Linked DNA regions of Bicyclus anynana: region 1 is linked to region 2. Evidence: chromatin contacts called from public Hi-C data. All regions are on one chromosome and are shown on one strand. Each heading gives the region's core, a stretch centred on a gene start, on an enhancer-like site or on the middle of the called end of the contact. The rest is flanking DNA. Distances are from core to core; before and after follow the strand shown.

Region 1 (4,963 bases), core at 1,658-4,157, 44 kb after region 2:
CCTGTGGATTGCTTAAAATCAGCACTAATAGTTGAAAATAGATTACGGAAGTCAAAGTGATAAGTATAGATTTGAGACTTGAAGTAGATACTACTGATTACCAGAATGTAATCAATATTAATTATATAAATAATCAAGTGTTAAGCAATAATTTTATCTATGAACATACGCTAACGCGTATATATACGTAATACTTATTTCTGGTTCTCAACGAGCGAGGATACCCATAGTTAACAAACAAATCGAAAGTGAGAAATAGAAACAGTGAATAGAATTAACGAGGTGAAAGAAAAAACTACAGATAAAATAGAAGGGACGGGAGTAGTGTTGATAAACTTCAGATGCCATTAAAGAAGTCAGTAACAAGCTAACCTTAATCGCAAGCAAAATACCTTAAATAGGAGCTTAAAAATATACACCATGGGAAGCGGGCTTCCCTTATTTGCCATCTCAAGATTCAATAATAATATTATATTCAAGGAGGCGGTGACCATCTTAGCCAATAAGGATTTAGACGAATGAATCAGACAGATTTTATTAAAGTATGTATCTATATATCTATACTTTTAATAAAACTGTAACAGGTCAAATTTTGTGATATTGAAGATATTTTAAAAACTTTAGTTGGATGGCATTATATGCATACTCGATACTGAAGCCAAAAATATTTTTTCTTACTATTTGTCTGTCTATCTGTCCGTATTTATGTTAACCGGACATCACGCTGAAAAAACTGAATGAATTAGAATGAAACTTTGACGATTTGAGATGATACGAAGATGGTTATACGATACTTTTTGTCGCGAAAATTGAATTAGAAGGGGTGAAATAGGGTCGAAAGTTTGTATGGAAAGCCATTCATTTTTCAAGTTACATTTGTGAAAAATGGTATTTGTACTCCCAGAAAAATACCAAAAATAATGTTGAGATTTTTCAAAATTCTACCCCTAAAGGGTTAAAAAAGGGGTTGAAGTTTTTTAACATAAATCATGTTATAAGTGATAATTTTGTAAAATGATCAGTGGACTATTTATTATATATAAAACATGCGAAAAAATAAATAGAAGGGGGTAAAATAGGGATTCAAAGTTTACATTGATTTCCACGCGGACGACATTGCAGGCGTCCGCTAGTTATATTATAATATAGTTATTAGCTACACAAACAAAACAATTGAAAATTCCTCTCAACTTACGTGTTGTTGTATTGTTATCTAGCTCCCCACTATCACTCCTAGTATCATCGTCTATAGGTCTATGTCTAGTTTTGGATACGTTAGCCCTGAGCACTGAATCATCCATCATGTACCACTGCGTGCACCACTCAACCGGGACCGTGAAACTTCATCTAATTAACATTTTTACAACAGTGCTGTCCAAATAAAACGAAACGCGTTTCACGACTAAGACATTGGCACAGAGACGGTATAGATTAGATAACGATTGATAAAATGTGACGATATTATATCTATTAACTTCAGGTATACAACAATTTCTCGTCGGCAAATTCTAACATTTACTAGATGGGGAGGATTATTGTCTGAAATAAGTTCGCGTCACTTTGAGACTATGTCCAACTTCTAGCACTGAAAAATCTCTACTACTTAGTAACTTAAAGTAGTCTACCTTACTATTTAGTAACTATTGTCGTGTAGTGAATGAATTTCTTAGACTTAAAGAGAAAATTAATTAATGTATCTTGTAAGTAACAATGTACCTATATTGAATACTAATAAATATAGATACTATATACCTATCGCATTTTCGGATTGCATTTTTTGTTAAAACCGTTTTTTAGTTTAGCCTACGCAGATGAGAAATGGTTGATGAGCCACCGCATTTGAAATGTTTTAATGACAATATACTCGTTTTACATTAAAGTTCAAGGTTATGACTCTTTTAGTACATGTACTACTCTATTTTGATAACATTTGATAGAGATACTACGAGCAGGGAGATCGATTAAAATCGTACCCACTACCCATACGATTTTTAAAAACTTAAAATAGACTTTCCTTTAAAACATCTTTATGTCCAACAGTTAATCCAAATCACATTAAACAATATTTCATAATGTACTGACAGTATTATATCATTATTACAATCACATCATAGCATTTCTGGCTTTTGACGTTAAAATGTTCTTTATTAATAATATAGAGTATCTATCCAGCTTTCGCAGACCACAAGATAAATCAATTACATGCATAAGAGGATCAAAGTAGATAGATATAAAGGCTGTCAACGTGTAGGTACACGGTTTGATTAAGCGTGTAACCTTTATATTATTAATAGACACATTGTGTCCTAGAAATTAAACCAAGCGTGTTTTCAAGCTCAAACCTATTTAAGCATATAATATGCGGCAAAGCCTTAACCGTTAAATAAAATATTAACCTTAACCCATTAGAAATAATATAATTTACGTATTTTATGCCAATAATTTGCTATACATTATTTATTGGCGAATAAATAATGTAAACAAGAGTGAACGACAATATCGATTTATTTTATTTAACAAAGAAATATCACCAATATAATATATGGAAACGTCTAGTCTATACAGTGAATGATGAAGCAAGAATGTGGCCATTGATAAGTAGTAGTGAATCATAAAAAAATAATAATTAGGGCTAGAAGAAGTTCAAGGCTCTTACTCGTAGTGTAATGCACGGGCCGCTCACCTCTGGTGTATATAGGGAAGTCGCCATCAGATCGGCTGTGAGTGAGCATGGGTCCGTAGCACCGCCACGGCGGTGGCTTGTCACGCGCCAACCGCGACCCCTCCACGGTTTTTTTCACCTCCAAGCCATTAATACATAATCGCGGCCCACGGCCCTACATTTACAACAGCACTCTTGGTGTGGCGTTCACCTCGCGAAACTCGCAATAACTCTCAGACGGTGGCGCCACGGAGTCGAAGGGATAAATGGAGGCTGCGCCGCGCATCTTACGTGCGCATCCTCACCCTACCCCGTGCTAGCCAGTAGCCAGTCGCTCGGACCGAGATAATTACTACTACATAAAGCAAGCTTTCATTTTTATACATTACGTATTATAGATTACATTACTTTCCTGGTAGATTTTATAATATTGTGAAAACTGTATTTACGAATTACACCATAAATTGGTAAAATATTAAAGACCAAAATAAGGGGTTTCATTTCACAGTTTTACGTGAAATATTTACTACTGATAAACCTGTCCACCAAGTCAAAATTACATAATTGTTGTAATGTTTCAATAATTGCACAAAAAAAAAAATAGCAATTGGTAAATTGCAATTTTCTGAATTGAAAATTATGGAACTATTTTTTATTGCAATTGCAAAATAATCATGCACTTTGACAAACTACGAGGTGCAGGTTCTATCATATATTTGTTTGTTTGTTTTCATGGATTTAATTTTTAAACAACTAATTTGCCTAGAATCATATTATACACAATTTTTTCCAATCCCAATGCACGTTAAAAGCACTTAACACTAAAATAATTGAGCATAACCCATCGTTAATCCTTGGCTGCGATTCGAAAAAGCATTAGTAAGAAACCGACAAGGTCGATTGACAATGAAATACACTTACTCAAATCACCATTGGTAGCTGCAGAATCAAACGGTATTGACAAATGCCGTGCTCCCTTAGCGAGGGACTGTTGTGAGCCGAGAATTAACTTTTCTCCACTGTCACCTATTAAAAATGGAGTTGTTTTGAATTTACCTTCTATTAATTATCATTATTATTAAACATTATAAATAATAGTACAGAGTTAAAAGTATCTACTAAATTCTATAACCTTGCTGATATGCATGACACACATACCTAAAATATTTTTTTTATTTCGTGCAAGCCCGTTCCAGCATACTTTTAAAATATATATACATATATACATACGAGTATAACTTATTAATTGGATTAAATATCTATTTATTTGTATTTGATTTGTAAAATAAAATTGAACTCATATACCTATTATTCACTAGGTACCTATACCGACTATACGCAGATGTAATATGGGTCAAACTTTGAGGCTGCTCTGGACACGAGGCGAATGGCTGCACAATGTACTAAATTTCAACTTAATTGGTCCAGCAGATTCGGAAAAAAAATACTGTGACAGACAGACATTCGGATGTGTGCGAGAGATCTTATAAGGGTTTTTGTTCGTAGGTACGTTCGGAACCCTAAAAAAAAACCCTTTTTTGGATGTAGAGCGGCGAAATTGCTGGATTGGGCCCTGGCATGGCAACGTCATAGCGGACAAGAAGTTTAGTGCATACTACCTGTTAGTACATATAAATATTGTTAAAGAGGTTTAATAATAATTAAAAAAAACTTTTTAAAAATTTAACCGACGTCATACACAATACTCTTGACGTTGGTAGGGTTACGTAGCCAAATGGCAAAACGGAAGCCTTATAGATTCGTCATGTCTGTCTGTCTATCCGTCCGTATGTCACAGCCACTTTTTTCCGAAACTATAAGAGCTATACCTACTGTTGTGAGTAGATGTATTCCGTGAACCGCATTAAGATTTTCATACAAAAAAAATAGAAAATAAAAATTACAAGGGTCTGAAAACTGAATACTTTAAACTGAAACTCAAAAATTTTTTTTTATCATACCCATATGTGTGAAGTATCTATGGATATTAAAGTTTTCAATATCATTTTTTCTTAACTATTTATATTTTGAATAATTTGCGCGAGAGACGCTTCCTAAGTGGTAAAATGTGTGCCCCCTCCCCCCCCCTGTACTACTAAAATAAGAGAATGATAAAATTAAAAAAATATATGATGCAATTTCCACCGAAAATTAATGTAATTAATGAGCAAGAAGTTTATGTTATTTGCTGCTACGGAACTACATTAGCGAGTCCGACTAGCATTTGGCCGCTTTCCTTTTATTTTACAGTTGCCATTTTGAAAATGTTTATGTAACTACCACGATTTTGATGAACTCAAT
Region 2 (5,427 bases), core at 708-3,207:
AAAGAGTGAGCGATGTTTTCTATTCGGCCGCTAATTCGTCATTTGGTCTTTATAAGATACTAGCAAATGCCGCACTGCTTCACCCGCGTGGTTCTCGTCCCCGTATGAATACAGGAATAAATAGCACTCAGGGATAGTGTAGCTTCCCAACGGTGAAAGAATTTTACAAATCGGTTCGGCAGTTTCAGAGCCTATTCAATGCAGACAAACAATCACGAAATAACGTAAGAAAGAGCACAGGGGCTCAGTTTCAGTTAGTGTTATTGAAACTTAATCGATGACACATATTTCTTACTGAATATAAACTGAAATATGCAAATATACTAATATTTTGCTCAGCAACATTAAACAGCTTCAAACAGATAGAAAATCATTACTAGAAGCTATAAACACAAAACAAGAAAACATATTTAAGAACAAAACATGAAATAGTTAAGTAATGCAACTATATCATTTAAAAAACATACATACAGCCGAACGTAGAACCTCCTCCTTTTTGGAAGTCGGTTAAAAATCAAGAAGGCACGAACACCTACCTCAAAGTAATAAAAATCAATTCAAATCAATAGTAAATTCTAAAATGTAGCGTTATTATAACAGGGCATTATTACGCGCATGTTTTCCTTAAGCGGTGATTACTATGGCATTCGTGACTCACCGTCTCCTTGATAGCACATCCGTCTTGGGAGTTTGCCCGCGGTCAATGAATTCGGCCTCTCGGGCCTTACCAGCTCGCCGCCATTCTCCAATTTGTCTTTCTTTGGTTCTGAAACAGGAGAAAGCACTCTTAGTACAAATAATTTCAACATCCCTTACTCTAACTAATGAATTTAGAATTAACGACAATTTACTCGTACGAGTAGTTTATAGTCAGGGATCCGTAGAACATTGTTTACATCTGATTACTAACAACTTAATTTTTAGTGAGTGGCTTTATCTCGATGAGAAGATCAACTTTTTTATTTACGAAAATTCTTGATTCTGGTAGCTAACTGAGTTACCAGGAAATGAAAATTTTTGAACGTCGGAACGAGATAATGTACCACGCAATTTGCGGGACAATGTGGCTGTTAAATTGTATAACTATCAATTAACCCTCCTAAAACAATGTTCGCGCATTCAATAATAGTAATTGCTGCAAGGACGTTCAATTATTTATGACAATATATTTTTAATTAAGATATTTTAAGTCCTCATTCGCACGAGTTTTTTAACGGATGTTAAAAAAGCGTTCAAATATAGTATAAAGTAAAATTAAAGTTTATTTCCAACGCCCAAAAATGAAAATGCACACAAAAACTCTGTCGTGTGAACATATACTTGGGACGTCATATACATATACTGGGAACGTCCGTTGAAAAAACTCTTGTGCGAATGAGGTCTAAATCACATTAGAAATTGATAGTTTATATACGTATGACATTTTTTAAATATTTTAAAATTAAAAAAATGTGTAAATTAACTAAGTCTAAATACCTAAAAAAGTCTTTAATCCATTGTAGTTTAATGGCGATTTTCAAAGACATTGATTAGTAAATAACAAACACACATAGGTATGCGTAAAGTTAATAAGGAATGTTTCTCGTCTAGCTAGATCTCAAGGTTATGAGAACATCATTCATGTTGCTATTCTTCGTAGCACAGACCAATATGATCAATATAACTTAAAATGATAATATCTTGTACAGTAATAAAAGAAGTAGGTACTTGTTGCGTGCAAAGAAATTGCGACGCTCAAACCCATTTCAAACGTGCGTGGAACTGTGGCCTAAACGATCACCCACATTTATTATCTTTGTTATGTCGCAGTTATTTATTAGAAATGGTGCGGTAATCGGTGTTTTATCCATTAGTGTGCCAGGTACGGGCGACGGGATGCGTTAATAATAAACAGAGGCATGTGTTGAAGGCCGATCGCCGTGGCGCCGCGATGAATGGGACTCGCGTGCCCGTCACTCCGGTCTATCAGGCATCGGCTATTTATAGACTTATCGACACCGTGCCGTGACGCCTCCGCTCTCAGATCATATACACAAACTCTTTTTATCCTTTCGCAATATGTTCGAGTATGAGTAATCAATAGATGATCATTTATAAACACAGTTGGTACGTCAGCTGTTCATTCAAATGGATTTTCAAAGACCGAATTCATATTTGTAGTATATGTACTTAACTGTGTGTAAACTGTGTTATGTGTTTGTAGTATAATTTCTTATCCTATCTTACTAATTCACACTATTCACACTAATATTATAAAGGCGAAAGTTTGTATGGATGTTTGTTACTCTTTAACGTCGCGACTATTGAACCGATTTAGCTTGAATTTAAAATGAAGATAGATTATGTCCTGGATTAACAAATAAACTACTTTTAGTTCCGAAAACTTAGTTTTATATAATATTACAAACACGAAAGTTGTATGGATTTTATGTTACTCTTTTACGCCATAGCTACTTAGTCGATTTAGCTGAAAATTCCCAAAAGAAACCATGATTCTTGCGACATTTGCAAAAAACTGGTTGGTAATGGTAGTATAAACTCTTTCACGCAAAATCTACTGTTTTTGGATTTGAATGTTATTTGGAAACAATTTGTGGATACCCTAATTTCACGCGGACGAAGTCGCGGGTTTCAGCTAGTTAGTAATAATTAATATTAGCAGGTATTTCGCGTATATCATTAGTCGAATGGGCTGTAAACACACCTACTAAAGACAGTAGCGTGCATAAGGTTTTTAACTAGGGTATGGGTATAAGTAAAAATTGGAAAATTCCTTCTTCAACTATGTATTCTGTAGTCCAACATTGGTTTGTATTGAGTCCTTAGGATAGGCAGTGCATTTTTGCATCTATAAAGTGCACGCCAATTAATATAGATACTTGTATCACAAATCCGCAAGTAATAAAAACGTTGTATCAAACAATACATTCTACTATTTTCATGAACCATTGCGTACGTCACGATGTCGGAGTTGCCCAAATCAAGTTTCGACACAGACCAATTAGTGTTATTGCATTAAGGACTCAAGTTTCAATGAAATAAAACTATCGTATCGTACGAGCATCTACTATAAATCCGTTACAAATTATAATAGTCTTATTTTATGGAGTGTAGGCAGCTTGTAGCTACATTGGTTCAACCTTCATTTAACTTTAAAGGCCGGAACGGAAGACCATATCGAGTAGTACCTAGGCCGTAATTAATTTATGTCATACTCATTTCGTATTTCCTATATAGTTTGTCTTTCATTTAAAATTCATTCCTTAATTGCAGCATGTATAAGTCGGTAAGTAAACCCTGAATACTTTTACTTTCGATTTCAGTTCATGTACAAGCGATAACTCTTTAACTTGGTTATAGAACACTGTAATGTGTAATGTATTAATAAAACTAATAGATAATTACGCAATCCATTAAGTTACCTACATTTCTTATCAAAATAGTTGAAAACAAAACAAACAATCAAGTCGCATTAACAACAGAAGTCAATCATAAGATGCGCATAACTCATCCGCATTCTTTTGCGATAACGATAAGATATTATTAGTGTTACAAGGAAATAAGCATGACTCACTAAAGGGTTAAGTGAAATAAGTTGATCCTCTATGCAGTTAGGTTCCTTAGGCAAACAAAGTCGCTTCCCTCCGTGTTACGTTGATTCGAGCTCTTGCAAGCTTGGAATAGGTTTCGTAAGAACTTCTACTATGTAAAATATTATATGCTGTAAATAGTTAAGTAGTTGCCGAATCAACAGGCGCAAGGCGGGCGGTGGGCGAAGGTTCCCTCCCAGAGTCCCGGCCTGGCGATCGATTCGCTCGCCCTTGGCCAAGGCCTCGTGCTCGGAGAACGCTCGTTGCGACCGTTATATAAGAAATTTTATGTTTCGCGAATGGATATCCAAAATTGTACATTTTAGAATTTAAACTATCGTGAGTGTTATTCATATTAATTGATTATGAAACACGGCTAAAACTGTTTTGGATCGTGCCGCGATGCAAGAACCAGCTCATGACTAACTAAACTAGTCGGGCATACTCCGACCTAATATCGCGTGAGTTTTAGCAGTATTTCACATATTTTTTTTTACGTTTGATAATAGACTTGCGCTGGACTACAATCCTGATGGAAAGCATTGGTCTAAGTTGGAGCGCATGTCTTGCATTGAAGATGTTATAAAACAATCCGCTGACTTTTGAATAGATTTTATTCCTTAACGGATCACAGCTAAAATGCTTAGATCATTATGATATAAGCTTTGACGTAAAACCAGAATCCCATAAAAACAAATGAGAAAGTAGGAGCAAAGTGTAATATGGTTAGAAACTACGACAAAAACAAATGAGATTGCTCTAAATGGTTCGTGTAGATCCCTACACAAATGCCGCTGCGTCGCCCATTGCCTTGGCATGATATCCGACCAAGTGACTTGATGTAATATTTTGTATATAAGGTGAGAATCTCGTGTTGATTACAATTTCATTTACATGTATATTTTAGAATTTAACGAACACGTTATTGATTTAACGGTTAAATTAAAAAAAAAACTAGAAATGTAGGATTTGTTTTACTTTTTATTCGAAGGACCAAATAACCAGGTCAGACCATTCGACTCCTGAGTTATTTACAATGATATTACGTTCGGAACCCTAACCCTAACCCCGAATCTGACTCGCACTTGTCCAGTTTTTTATATTTGTAACAAAATTAAATCAATGAAAAAGATCACTTACTTTATTTTTATATTCTCTTGCCTTTGCTAACCAACTATTAAGGCTAAGTAGGAAGGTTAAGTTTCAAAGTCTTAATGAAGTCGGTTAAAAATAAAATGTGCGTTTAAATAAAATGTTTATATACAATATCGATATTGACAAATAGGTCTATTATGCTTCCATTGCCCTATTTCAAATGATGCCAAGATACGAGCGAGATGCCATTGCGTCCTAAAATAAAACAATCAAGTCAAGGTAGTTATTTCATAATAAAATTGTTGTAATATTTATGATTTATTTATTATACAAAATGAACATCTTTCAACGAAAAATAGTACATCGTTAGATCAGAAAAAGCTCCGTTTAAAAGAAAACAGGAAGTCATTAAAAGCTGTACTAATCACGTTATGTTCGGGCCGTCAATGAGGAATGACGTAATTAGCGAAATATGCCAATGGCATGTTCAGAATAGACAGACAGCAATAGCGCGCGCCGACAATGTCAAGAGTAGGTATGCGTAATGAAAACCCAATGCCGATATTGTGATGCGTGTGTGAGACGTGGGGTAAAGTTACTATGTCTCCATTTTCTTTGCTAACGCGTTTCATATCATACGTATTACTTAACGTTACTTCGTAGTAACGATAAATAGCGCAAGAATATGAATTATGCTTATTCATGTTACTACAGAAGAATGAAGAAAATATACATGATTTCT

What was found. Hi-C and Micro-C count contacts between places; a contact is called where the count stands out from the background.
Region 1: a Hi-C map of whole larva shows a contact between it and region 2, with 2.9 times the contacts expected there. The contact joins two enhancer-like sites. A contact is called at or near these places in 2 of 2 Hi-C or Micro-C datasets (whole body and whole larva).

What each region holds. Positions count from the first base shown.
Region 1 is chr5:8,692,079-8,697,041 of ilBicAnyn1.1, forward strand. The region is part of intron 1 of LOC112054850 (phosphatase and actin regulator 4B); the gene reads right to left. Among protein-coding and RNA genes, the nearest start is that of LOC112054850, 8.0 kb to the right of the region's middle. Within about 2 kb of position 2,908, at least 8 of the 8 cell types and tissues checked have open chromatin away from gene starts, as enhancers often do.
Region 2 is chr5:8,649,369-8,654,795 of ilBicAnyn1.1, forward strand. It overlaps LOC112054850 (phosphatase and actin regulator 4B), which reads right to left. Exons shown (of 13, transcript XM_052881579.1): 5 at 659-766. Among protein-coding and RNA genes, the nearest start is that of LOC128198096, 10 kb to the left of the region's middle. Within about 2 kb of position 1,958, at least 8 of the 8 cell types and tissues checked have open chromatin away from gene starts, as enhancers often do.